2 separate regions of the Hordeum vulgare genome follow, and region 1 is linked to region 2. The links are chromatin contacts, called in public Hi-C maps. All regions are on one chromosome and are shown on one strand. The core of a region is the stretch at or near the end of the contact, and the rest is flanking DNA. Distances in the headings are between cores, read along the strand shown.

The links. A called contact is a pair of places that touch in the nucleus more often than the background predicts.
Region 1: a contact with region 2 is called in a Hi-C map of seedling, with 2.5 times the contacts expected there. The contact joins the promoter of LOC123437081 here to the promoter of LOC123437019 in region 2. A contact is called at or near these places in 1 of 6 Hi-C or Micro-C datasets (seedling) and 1 of 1 datasets of contacts at active chromatin or transcription factors (embryo).

What each region holds. Positions count from the first base shown.
Region 1 is chr1H:360,342,837-360,349,560 of MorexV3_pseudomolecules_assembly, forward strand. LOC123437081 (ADP-ribosylation factor-like) reads left to right here and starts at 2,668. Exons shown (of 6, transcript XM_045115683.1): 1 at 2,668-2,952; 2 at 3,336-3,426; 3 at 3,570-3,685; 4 at 4,157-4,216; 5 at 4,313-4,378; 6 at 4,710-5,177. The coding sequence starts at 2,896. The coding sequence ends at 4,895.
Region 2 is chr1H:359,983,045-359,989,896 of MorexV3_pseudomolecules_assembly, forward strand. LOC123437019 (protein NRT1/ PTR FAMILY 8.3-like) reads left to right here and starts at 3,622. Exons shown (of 6, transcript XM_045115677.1): 1 at 3,622-3,693; 2 at 3,770-3,928; 3 at 4,502-4,562; 4 at 4,675-4,892; 5 at 4,998-5,554; 6 at 6,350-6,852. The coding sequence starts at 3,637.

The sequences.
Region 1 (6,724 bases), core at 1,418-3,917, 360 kb after region 2:
TGGAATATATGAAGAATTATGGAGCGAAGACCTGTCCGGGGGGTATGTGGGCCACAACCCAACGGGACATGCCCACCCCCCGCAACACACCTTGTTAGCTTGTGGGGCCCATGTGGCTCCCCCGACCCAAATTCCGGTCCTATAAGTTCACAATTATGGAGAAAACAATCAAAGAGAAGTTTTCATTGCGTTTTACGAGACCGAGCTGTCGCCACCTCCTATTTTTCCCCGGGAGGGCTCATCTTGAGTCCGTTTGGGGCTCCGGGGAGGGGGGTTCGTCGTCGTCGTCATCATCAACACCTCTCCATCAATAATTCCATGATGCTCACCATCCGGAGTGAGTAATTCCTTTGCAGGCTTGTTGAACGATGATGGTATTGGATGATATTGATCATGTAATTGAGTTATTTTGATAGGGCTTGATCCCTAGTATCCATTATATTCTAAGATTGATGTTACTACGACTTTTCTATGCTTAATGCTTGTCACTAAGGCCCGAGTGTCATTGTTTCAGATCTGAGCCTATTATGTTTTCCCTGAATATGAAACTGTTTATATTATATCTTGCAAGTTGTATGCACCTATTACATTTTATGATCCGCAACCGCCAATGTGGCAATAATTGGGATTCTTTCCGATGATTGTCGTAGCTTGAGGAGATCATGTATTCACCATGTGTTAATGCTTTGTTTCGGTTCTCTATTAAAAGGAGGCCTTAATATCTCTTAGTTTCTATACCCCCGAGGGTAGGACAAAATATGCCATGCAAGTTCTTATCGCAAGCACGTATGACTATATACGAAATACATGCCTACATTATATTAATGAATTAGAGCTAGTTTTGTGTTGCTCTAGTGTATAACTATTACATGATTGATGTCATCTAAATCATTACCCATCACTGGTCCACATGCATATGCTTTTCATATACTGAACCTTGCTAAGTTACTATTGTTGTTGCTACTGTTACAATCACTACAAAATTGTTGTCGTTACCGTTACTACTGCTATTTTTCTGTGCTACTAAAATCTTTGTTGCGGAGAGATATCCCAGATGTGGTTGAATTGACAACTCAGCTGCTAAGACCAATAAATACACTTTGGCTTCCCTTGTGTCGAATTAATAAGTCAAGGTGTAATACTACCCGCAAGGACTGTCGTGACCCCCTATACTCGTGGGTTATGAGGGTGGGAATGACCTGCAATGGTGCGTAAGCACGGTCAGATGTGGCAATCGCTAACAAGAAACAATATTTGAGAGCAATTCAGCCAATTGGTTATGGCGACAACGATGATGTTTCACCTCGATTTCGGCTAAGTCAACGGTCAGTGAAGAGCTCAAACTCTAGCAGAAGAGCGGCGAGGGCCGAGGGAGGCCAAGAGCTAGTGGCTGGGGCGGTAGACAGTTGCTTGGAGGTACGCCAGCCAAGCGGCAAAGGTGCGTGGCGAGGCGTGAGAGGAGCCATAAATTTTACTCCGCGCGCTCGCGATTGAGAATATTCAAGCACCGCATAGGAGACACAGTAAAACATATATTCCACTATTCGGCTTAGGGGGTCAGCTAGGTATAGGTTAGATTTTACTTCTGTGTAGCTTTTTAGTGGATCGGCTAGAGTTTCTCAAACCCAACCTAATAATATCTCTAGCAGATCCGGCAGTCGGTCGTCTCGCAAAACTCATTTACGTTATCCTAAAAACGATTTTTGCAAGAGGCATAGCCAGAATAGATCCGTAACTGACACCGCATATTTAAATTTGTTATTCACCCTTTAAACATAGATCACGGAGTTCAAACATAGCACAAGCGAGTTCATCATACTACACACCATAATACAAACGAAATTAAACAATTCTACTAATAAACGGAAAGCACAATAGCAAACCGCATCTACTCGTAGTCGTCATCCCGTCTTTGCTCTCGTCGCTCTCGCGTGGCGGGGGCTCGTTGCCATGGAGGGTGTGGTACATGAGGGTGTCGGCGAGGGTCTGTGCAAGATGGAACTCCTCCAAGAGCCCCGGGGCGCGTGCGGTCGCTACTTGATCTCTTGCGACGACAGCGGTCTTTGCCTCCCATCAAGCCTTCTTCACGTCTCGGTGTCGGTTGAGCGCCGGATCAAAGATCCGCCCGAGGCGACGGGAGTTCTCCCACGTCAACGCTCCGCGTCGCGACGGTGCACCTGCTCCTTGTGTCATTCCGGCACCAAAGGGCAGAGGGAAGAGCTTCCAACCTCATCGTCGTTGCGCCGCTTGAGGCAGTCAAACCCCCGCGCGCGTCGAAAAACCCGTGGCCGCCACAACCGGCACCCACTTACACCACCTCCGACAGCTTCCGATGGTTAAACACGGCACAAATCGACATTAGAGATCTAAGAATTTCTCGTTGGAGGAGATGTTTCGCGACAGAGCTTGATGTAGGAAACGAGACGCGAACCCTAAATCAGCCCGGATCCGGCATATATACCAGAATCATGGGCAATTTACAGGTCAGGCCTTTTTTGACGGATCTGCTCGGGCCGTATTTTTGGATCATCACATAAAATGACCGAAAAAACGCACCTGATTGAAGTTATATGGGATGTTCCAGAGATGCTGTGACCTAACTGCAACCCGCTCACATGGTCGTTGGGGCCCATGTAAAAGTAGACGGCCCAGATCACCCCTTGGGAATCCGGTACCACCCCCCAACACCAGTGAGCTCAGCATCTCCACCTCCTCGTCCTCCTCACCCCCCTCGTCTCCGGCTCCGACTTCGGCCAGAGGAAGGAAGGCAGGCAAGGGCGGGGACGATCGAGCCTTCCCCGAACCCCGCGCGCATCCCATAACCTTCCACTAGCCGTTCCATTCTCATCCTCTTCGGCGGCCGACCAGCCGGCCAGATTCTCCTGATCCAGGGTTATGGGTCAGGCCTTCCGCAAGCTCTTCGATGCCTTCTTCGGCAACAAGGAGATGCGGGTGCGCCCTCTTTTCTTCTCTGTTCTCCTAATTAGTTTGTTGGGCGGATGGATCGATCGACCGACTTGTATCGTCGTACGGGCATGTAGTATTGCAGTAAGATGTATCCGTTCCCTGATCCACTCCTCCTTTGATTTAGTTTCGTATGATTCGATATGATTTGATTTTTTCATCCTGAATACATACAACTGAGGAGCTAGCAGATTTTACATATCAAAACCATGTGATGGTGCTCGCTTTACTTACTAGCTGCTTTTTTGCCATCTTAGTTGCTTCTTGTATATCATCCATGTATCATCAGAGATACTCAGAGGGCACGAAGATCCAAGTTGATTCGTTGTGCTCCTTATATTCTAATGGAACGGCCTGTTGCCTTATGCTAGGTGGTGATGCTTGGGTTGGATGCAGCCGGTAAAACCACCATACTCTACAAGCTACACATTGGCGAAGTACTCTCCACCGTTCCCACTATTGGTACAACATACGTGCCTGCCTATCTCTAACTTATTAACTAATGTTTGGGTTCATGAACTGTACTTTCATCCAGCTCAACGCGACGGCCCTTAAACTACTTTGCTAATAAATCCGTTCGTGTGACGCTCTGTTTTGTGTTGCAGGCTTCAATGTTGAGAAGGTTCAGTACAAGAATGTAGTGTTCACTGTGTGGGACGTGGGTGGCCAGGAGAAATTGAGGCCCTTGTGGAGGCACTACTTCAACAACACAGATGCTCTGGTCATTACTCTTATTCCATATGCTTGCATGTTGTTTCGTTGTATTTTATGTAGCAATTCAGCATAGGAACATATGATTACAAAAGCTATGAAAATACTCCTCTGGTTAGTTGTTTCATTCTTTATTTGCTTCTCTTTTGTGCCCGTCTAATTTATGAACAAGTTCAGTAGTAGTCACCAGGAAAGATGGTCAATTAACTTATCTATGGATATTAAGTATTGAGCTCATTCCACTTTGCGTATGTTAGTGCTCTTAACTGCTGAACCACCAAAAACAGAAATGGTAGAATTGTTAACCAAACAGGGTAAGTGTCTGGATGTTGGTACACATCTCCCTACCTAGCCCAGGACCTTCATCTTCATGCATCATGCTAGAATTCACTTTTGGTTTATTGATGAGGCATTGTGATTTGTTGTATGACACTGTTTTCTTGATATATAAGCTTTCGCCGTTGCTTTTGTTAACTTGCAGATCTATGTGGTCGATTCCCTCGACAGGGATAGAATTGGAAGAGCCAGGGCTGAATTTCAGGTTTATGGCATTTCTTATCGAGAACCGTTCCTGTTTCTGTGGTAATATCTTTTGTGATATGTGTTCTAACTTACTGTAATCTGATATCTCTTGCAGGCCATAATCAATGACCCGTTTATGCTCAACAGTGTATTATTGGTGTTTGCTAACAAGCAAGACATGGTATGCTTGTCATGGTTTCTTTTGTACCGCGTGTATAGTGTACTTATTCAAGATGGTGTGGTTTGTGTAGAATACTACTACATTATAATTCTCTACCTTTAATACACTTCGTTCGGACCTGCTTCCTGTGTGCATATCTAAAGAGTTTGCAGATTGTAGGGGATTTACATTGTTTACATATATGGACATGCTGCATTTATGTGTGGCTGAAGTAGCTTTGCTGATATTTTCAGTTTCATTATGACAAGAGTTTATTTTGGCATAGATAACGTGGTTTATTTCACTGTTTGTATGCTTAAACATATAGTGTATGTATGTCTTGTGGATGCAGAGGGGAGCAATGACTCCGATGGAAGTATGCGAGGGTCTTGGTCTGTACGACCTGAACAATCGTATCTGGCATATCCAAGGTACCTGTGCTCTTAAAGGCGATGGCCTGTATGAAGGCTTGGACTGGCTAGCGACGACCCTGGATGAAATGCGAGCTACAGGGCGGTTAGCTTCGACATCGGCGTAAAGAGTAACAGGGAAGGACCGTCTGTGTTTCTTGGCCCCTCATTTTTCCTTTTTGTGTCTGCCCTGTGGCCGCTTTTTGATGTGTTCGACAGATTTGTTGTAGTATGAATGATTCACAAGAGGAGATGCGTTTTCTGAAGAGGGGGTCATCCTCTTAGTTGGAGGCGCATATATATTCTGTTCTACTCTAGGATTGTGGGATGTAAATACTGATGTTTCTACTGATGGCATGACACGCTTAATATTTGTGGTTTAGTCTGAAGAAATCACAGTATTTACTCTACTTTCTTCATTTGTTGGGAATGACTAGCTAGAATGCCAAGGCTAAAATAGGAACAATATGGGATGCTTTTCTTGGATTGTTGGTGTTGTGGACGTGGTGGTGTTAGCTGCTTCAAATCCATGTGGAAGAAGCTGAAGCAAAGGGCCTGTGTTGTAGGGGGTTGAAAATTATGAGTGATATTTCTCGGGCTCCTACTATTCTGGAGTCGGGTAATGTTGTTGCTGGAGTTAGCAGATACAAAGAGATGTACTCCCTCGGTACCACAATACTTATTGTTAGAGAGAACTGGTGTAGTTCTCCCAACAACAAGTATTTAGAAACAGAGGAAGTATTTAGAAAAGTTGCGGAGAATATCTTAACAAATCAAACCCTTAAAGAACCAAGATGATTTTCTTATCAGAAAGATAGGAAGGGAGTGCAATACTGTAGCTCATCGTCTAGCTTTGCTAGCTAGAAATCAGGGTGTAAATTTGTACTTAACCTGTGCGCGAGTTTTTGTATCTGACAATATAAAAATGCCATAAAAACGGCAACGTTAATTGATGAACGTCCGTTGAGAAGGAACTCCCAGCAAACGCAATCACAGCCATTTGATCAAGATCAAACAGTGGTAAAAAAAAATGCCTTCACTACCTAAAATTGTCATGCTAATCTTGAAGAAACTGCCATAAAAATCGTTGGCAATTGCCATGTACCCCAGCGAATGTTCCAACTTATTATGTTTTCCGCATCTACGGCCGGACCCTTTAAATGACCCTTCATATAGACACGTCCGTTTAGTGATCGGATAGAAGAGAGAAGGAAAAAAGTGACCCAACCAGACCATTCATATCGTCCCTATATATCCGGACTGTCCGTAAACCCTCATATCCATCTCAAATATGAAGAGGATATGAGGACTCACGGACACATCCGGTCAGTCCATCACATTGGACGCGACCCTACCCGGACCACTTTTTTTTCTTTATTTATTTTTTCTTTCTCTCTCTTTCTCTTCATCAATCACCTGTAAGTGATTGGACATACGAAAAGGAAAATGAGGAGTGTAACTTCGTGGATGGAATAGAGGACGCAATGATCGGGCGCGTTTACAGTCGTTTAGAGCATCTCCAACAGCCACGCCAAACTAGCGCCGCGCCGCAAAAGTGGGTGTTTTAGCGCGCGTGCAACCGGTATTGTTGCTCCAGCGGGCGCGTAAAAACAGCGCGCGCGGCATATGTAGTTCAGCGCGCTGGCCGAAATGCAATCGCGCGCCGCTTATTTGCTGTGCCCTCTCCCGCGCGCTGGACTCTCGTGCGCTCGCTCTCCCACTTCCACCCCCATCCAGCCGCGCCGCCGCCCGCGCCCCCCGGCGACAGTTCAGACGCTTTCCCGGCCTATCCCCGCGCCGCCGCGCTTCCGACAAAGAGCATGATTTCTGCGTTCGACATTGTATTGTTTATGAACTATTTGTTGTGTTTATTACAGTATTTGTTGTACTGAACGATAAACTATTTGTTTGGGTTGTAATGATAACAAAATAGAACTATTTATTGTTGATTTATTTT
Region 2 (6,852 bases), core at 2,372-4,871:
TTTACTTTTCGCTGCCATATTTGTTGATAACATGTGTAGGGTGCACTAGACTTGTTAGAATGCTAAAATCTGCCAACCACTAAAATTAGAAAAAGGCTAGGATTTTAATTTATGCAAGTAGTCTATTCACCCCCCTCTAGACACCTCTTCTATCGATCCCACACCGAGCCTGCCTCCGGTCATACTCCTCTGTCTTGCGGTGGAGGAGGGACGTCGACGGCTCACGGCCACGGTCGGTGTACTGGTGGGCGGAGCGTTTCGAACCACGGCGACGACGATGCGGCGATTGCGCTCCTCCTCTTCGTCACCGCCGGCGAAGCGACTAACGCTTTGCATCCCGCGCCACATGCGCTCCTCCTCCTCGTCATCGTCATCGAAGTCGTGGATAGGGGTGGCCAATGATGAGAAATGCGAGTGGATAGGGGTGGATTGTGGCGGCGGGGAAAGAGTTGCGACGTGTATACCGTCCATGCGGCGGTAGATATATTGTCCGAGGAGGCGATTTTGCGGGCGAGTGAACCGTTTACATTCCGCAACAACTATGCAGGGTTTATTTTGGTCAAAAAACGACCTAAACTCGTATAGTTGTCAAAAATATAAGGACCGAACGATTATAAAGGATGTGTTAGAGAGAAAATTTGTAATGGTGGTCGAGCACCTCAATACATTACATCGAGGCCACTCACATGTTGTTGGGATATGTGCCCTCCCCGTAATTTTGGTGCGTGCACCCCCGTATCGATTCAGTAGCCCATGTATTGAGGACTGGTCAACTAGGAGGATAGGTGCAGAATCTAGCCTCGCATGCAAATGTCTCTTGTGCAGTTGATACTACTTCATGCGACCAAAAATGCTAGACTTACACATTGTTTTTACAGGAAGTTACATACCAACTCTTGTCCCCTCACTAATCTGCCCCTGATTCTCAGGGTGTGGTCGGCCTCATCTTCTAATCACCAATTAAAACAACCCATCTCAACCTTGTCCGTGGAAATCATGTAAAACATCCGTAGTTGTAGCAAAGCTCCCATGCGACCCTCCTCAGTTGTACTCTTACTTTCCCCATCACACATGGGCCACTCATTTGCTTTTGCTAATAAAAACCTCTAATTAACGCACAAATGTTCCAGACAATAGCTAAGAGTAGACAAACAGAAAAATTAGAAGTGAGTCAACGGTAGCTTGCACACTAATTAAATATATACGCACAAAATGTGTATGCAGTACAAAATGTGTCATGGCTTTTGGTAATCACACTGTTTAATAATTACTACATTTTCCTTTTTGTAGTTTCAATCAATTTCTATCATATTTTTACTAACAAAATATATGTTACATGTAACAAAAAAATAACTACTAGAAACTATTTTCAAATACAAATCCAACATTATAATTTTATGACATATCATCATACAATATTATTTACTAATTAAATATATGGCCAAACTCTGCTGCAACATATGAAGGGACTAATAAACTTGGACAAAGAGAGAATCATATCGCTCTAATTTGATTAGCAAATGCCATCATTTCACTGTTTTGTTTTGGATGATTCGAAGACTACTTGCCATGCTTGCCTTCAACCAAAAATAAAATAAAGAGCTCCCTGGAGCCAGACCTTCAAAGCACATTAACAAACTAGGACAACTCACTGAGATAATGGAATCAAATTCTACATTTAGCAAGTTACTAAGATTTAATTTATCAACAAATTTTCACAAGTTCTTATTTAAATTTTAGCCAAATAAATAAATAAATTTGATTAGGCTCATAAGACCGCTCCATACCCAAAGTACCCATCTTCTATTTGGTACCCAGATGTGTTTGAACAGTGCACTAATGGATGTTTTAATACAGTAATTTATTAAGCTAGAATCTTTGTGTCTAATCATGACTTGAGAAAAGCTTGGAATCTAGCCCCCCCCCCCATCAACCTGCATAATAAGGTCAAGTACTTTTTTTTACTGAACTCACTTAGACTGGTCGTAATGAGAGTATCATAGGTAGTTTCATGCATGCCAACTAGGTAATTTTGATGAGGTGATATAGAATCATATCATGATATCGTATCATATTAAATGTTGTGCTACTATGTGTCATGCATGACAATAAATGACCTATTCTATGATACTAACATATGATACTGTATATTACGGATGTAATATCATACACGAGTATCATATGCATGATATTAGTATATGATACTTTCCATTACAACCAGCCTTAGAGCATCTCCAACAGCATTGCTATTCTGACTTGCTAAAAACTGAGTATAGCAAGAGGAAAGAGAAGATTTAGCAACCCCAACAGTTTTTTGCTCCAACAGCATTGCTATAAAATTTAGCAAGCCTCTCAATGTCACGTGGGGATCTGTGCCAGGCCCAGGACAACAGGAATCTTGAGGGCGGTGGGGTCCACTTGTCAATGGAACAAAGGGATGTAGGAGACCACAAAAACTGGGCTGCTAAAAATTATAGCAAGTGCCTCTCCACTTTACAAATATATAAGTGTAGGTGCAAATATAACAAGCTTTGTAAAACAATTTGTGAGAAATCACTTATACAAAGGCTGTTGGAGCAACATTTTTGGACCAAGTTGCTATATTTCCAGTTTTTAATAATCCTAGCCAAATATACAAAGACTGTTAAAGATGCTCATGTGTTCCAAGCAACCATCGCCTACGCCGGCTGCTACCTATGCCTACAAAAGGGGACAATGAACTGACACATTTACAATACCAAAACATCGATGGACAAGTGGGATACCGAGCACCGAGCTGCTCGTCCATCACAACTTCGCACTCATGTTAGAGATGCTATAAAGAAAGGACATGCTCAACACAAACGGAAAAAAGTCTCTCACGCTACTGCTACTGCTACGGCAGGGAACCACTGAATCAGATCTGGCCAAACGGGTCGGGTAAATGGGCCGGCTCGACAGCCCGCGTGCCTGACACGACACGGGTCCGGCCCGGCACGGGCTAATCGTGCTTGGACCCGGCACGGAGCACACCTCGGGTCGTGTTTGGGCCTGGAGGCTGGGCACGCCGGCCGACACGACACGATTCGTTTATTTTTTTATATACATTTTTAGATTTTTTTAATATATATAAAAAATATGATTCAATAGACCTAAAAATAAACCCATAAAGCTAAAAAAATACGGCCCAACGTGTTAATCCGACCAAAACACCGATCCGTTTAATAACCGGGCCGTACCTAGTTCTGTAGTCGCAGCCCACGACACAACACGGCCCGATTACAACGGGCCGTGCCGGCACGTTTGGCCAGGTCTGCACTGAATCAGGGAAGATCCGGTCTCACTGCCTACAGTTGCTGACTTTTCCTCATCAGGGATAAAGAAAGGGCACGCTTAGCACAAGCGGAAGAAAGTCTCCCGCGCTACTGCTACTGCTACGGCCGGGAATCACCGAATCAGGGAAGATCCGGTCTCACTGCCTACAGTTGCATATACTTTATTTATTTATTTCGCCTACAGTTGCATACTTGAGCTCAAGGACACAGGGAAATGAATGCAGTTTGTTGGATCGGATCATGTGAACAGAAGGCGATCGAGACAATTGAAATACTAGAGCACGCGACCCGCGCTAAACACGACGCACACCGACTCTTAATAATGGAGCCACAGCTCGATGAGAGCGAGCGGGATGGGGATGCCCCCTTCCGAAATAGAGTAATGCTCTTTTTTCTTTCTGACATCAAAATAGAGCAATACTCATTGCTCAACAGTACTATTTGGTGCGGAGTAGAGAAGAAATAAAGGTCGTCGGTACTGGCGGCTACGTGCAAGGACGAGCACCAAACAGCTCCGGCCAGCCTCCGCCGGCACCCACGGGCAGCAGCGGCGCGCCATGGACGCTGAGGCCGGAGAGGCGCCCCTCCTCTCCCACCAGCGCAACTCCAACCAGGTAAACCCGCCTTGCCTACCGGAAAAGCCCATTCCCGAAAACGCCTGCCTGCCCGCCCGCTTCTGCTCGCCAACCATTTATTTCTCTGCTCTGGCTCGGCGGCTCTATCAGATAGGGACTGCCTCTTCTTCTACTGCTGCAACTAGCATCTCTCGCCTCGCAAGCAGCAAGAGGTTGAGGATTTGAGATCAGACCCTTCGGACTCATGGCCACGCCTCTACGGGACTCAGATTCCGCTCCGGGTTTGTCGGATAGGGTTGGTGATGGTCAATTTTGGTAGTACATACACTAGTACTCTCATTGTAGACTGTATATAAGTACACGGCGCTCATCCTGCTGGATCTCTCCGCCGCTCGCCTGCTTGTAGCAGCAAGCAGCGCGCGCATTTCGATCTCGGCTCAGTTACATCCGAGTTCCACCTTAGATTTGCGATCCTGCTTGCTACTACCCGTCTGCACTGACGCTTGCTACCGCTCTGCATCCAAATCCCACCTTACGTTTTTTTTCTTCCTTGTTTCAAGTCCACAATCGGGTCACCTTTAACTTGCTTCATCTGTTTCTCCATGCATACAGGTTTCCTCGGCAAATTACAACTGCAAACCCTTCAACTGGAAAGCTCCTGCTATTATCTTGGGTCAGCTCCTCACATTCCTGACCAGTCTCATCGATGCAAACATGCCTACTACAGTACTATGTTTTTTTTTTTCCTTATGTTGAAAACAAATTAACACTGGTTTGCACTGTAGCATTTGAGTTCTTGGAGAGCATTGCATACGCTGGTATTGCCCTCAACTTGGTAGTATATCTTGGGAAGGTCCTTCATGGAACCACTGCTTCAAATGCTGCGAATGTTGATACATGGAACGGCACCACGTTCCTCATGCCCGTCCTCGGAGCATTTCTTGCTGATACATACTGGGGGAAGTACAAGACCGTGGCTATCTCCATAATATTTTATCTTACTGTAAGAACATGCATTATGTAACTTCACTTGCTCTTTTCTATGCTCATTTCCTTGCAGTCATTATGTGTGATTTCTTAACTCCTCAATTTTTCTGTCAACAAATAGGGGTTGCTCATCATTACTGCTTCGGCGATCATTCCATCTTTACAACCTGCCCCGTGTGAAGGAAATTCATGCCCTCCTGCCACAGGGTTTCAGTATTTTGTCTTGTTTGCTTCACTATACCTTGTCTCGATTGGGACCGGAGGGGTTAAATCAGCTTTGCTCCCCCTTGGGGCTGATCAGTATGATGATTCAAACCTTGAACAGAGTAAAAAGAAGCAAGCGTTCTTTAGCTGGTTCTTCATTGCCATTAACCTTGGTGTCTTCATCTCGGGGACCGTTGTTGTATGGATACAGCAAAATGTTGCTTGGTCTCTTGGATTCGGCATCTCATCGGTATGCATCATTATTGCCACAGTTGCCTTCTTGGCAGGAACACCAATCTACAGGGTTCAACTTCCTACCGGAAGCCCACTGAAAAGTCTTGTAGCGGTGTTTGTCGCGTCATTTAAAAAGAGAAAAGTAGAGGTTCCTGCTGATAGCTCAATATTGTTTGATGGGAATGATGCTGATTTAACCAATGAAGCACCAAACAAATTGGCACATACTGAAGGATTCAGGTATGTTCTTGACATGATGGAGTCCAAGGCTGCTAGTATAGCGGGACAAAGTTAGCTTAAAATTGTCTATTTAACAAAAGAACTTACCTCACATGTTTTCTAGAATTCCCCACTAGCTGCAAATAGACATCTGGAATCGCCCTTAACATTTTCAACGAAAATAGGGTCAACAAAATTTATGAAATTAGTAATGGCTTTTATGTTCGTTTTCTTATAAAGAATGATGTTAGAGCTATTAGAAAATGTGATATTTGTATCAAAGGTTACATTGACATGTGGCCTTGATTTGTTCACGTGAACCTCAAAGAGGAGTAAAGCTCAATTGGCCCTTATATTGTACTCTTCGTGAACCATAACCTCCGATTGTAATTAGTCAGAACAATTTGTCATGAAACATACCAGTCCTAATTAGCACCATCTCATCTACCAGATTGAATTAAATTGTCTTTCGCAACATTGTGGATGTCAGTCATGTTATGTTATATAATGATCAAATTAGATTTTTTTGGTGGCTGTGTGCATCACAATGATGCAGAGGCCGGGCGTTACCCTCCTTTTCGCATAAAAAACTACATTAGAACTTTTTTGCATGTGTAGTACAGTCTAATACTACAACTTCAGTTTCCGTAACGTGTAGCGTGTTAGTTATAATCATGGAGTCGTGGTAAAGATTGTGTGCAATTTGAGTCATTTTTGTTACCTTTTAGGTCAATATGTATTCTGCACTTTGACATTTGAATTCTTTCAGGTGCTTTGTTACCTTTTAGCTGCACTTTGACATTTGAATTCTTTCAGGTGCTTAGATAAGGCTGCTGTGGTGTTAGGTGACCAAGAGATAAAGGAGAGCCTTTCCGGGCGTCCATGGATGCTATGCACTGTAACTCAGGTGGAGGAAGTGAAGATCCTTGTCCGGATGCTTCCAATATGGTTCACCAGCGTGTTCTATGCAGCATCGATGTGCCAAACAGCCACCACTTTCATCCAACAGGGGAACAAAATGAACACAAAGATCGGATCCTTCTCTGTCCCTCCTGCTTCCATGAACTCGGCCTCGGTGGTCTTCATGATGATCTTCGTCGTGATCCAGGACAGCATTGTGATCCCAATAGCCAGGCGATACACTGGAAACGTCGCTGGGCTCACGCAGCTGCAGCGGATGGGCGTCGGCCGGTTCCTAGCGGTCCCGGCGCTGGCCGCGGCGGCACTGGTTGAGATGTGGAGGCTGCGCAGCGTCGGGGCCGGCCACAACCTGAGCATAGCGTGGCAGCTCCCCCAGTTCATGCTCATCGCCTGCTCTG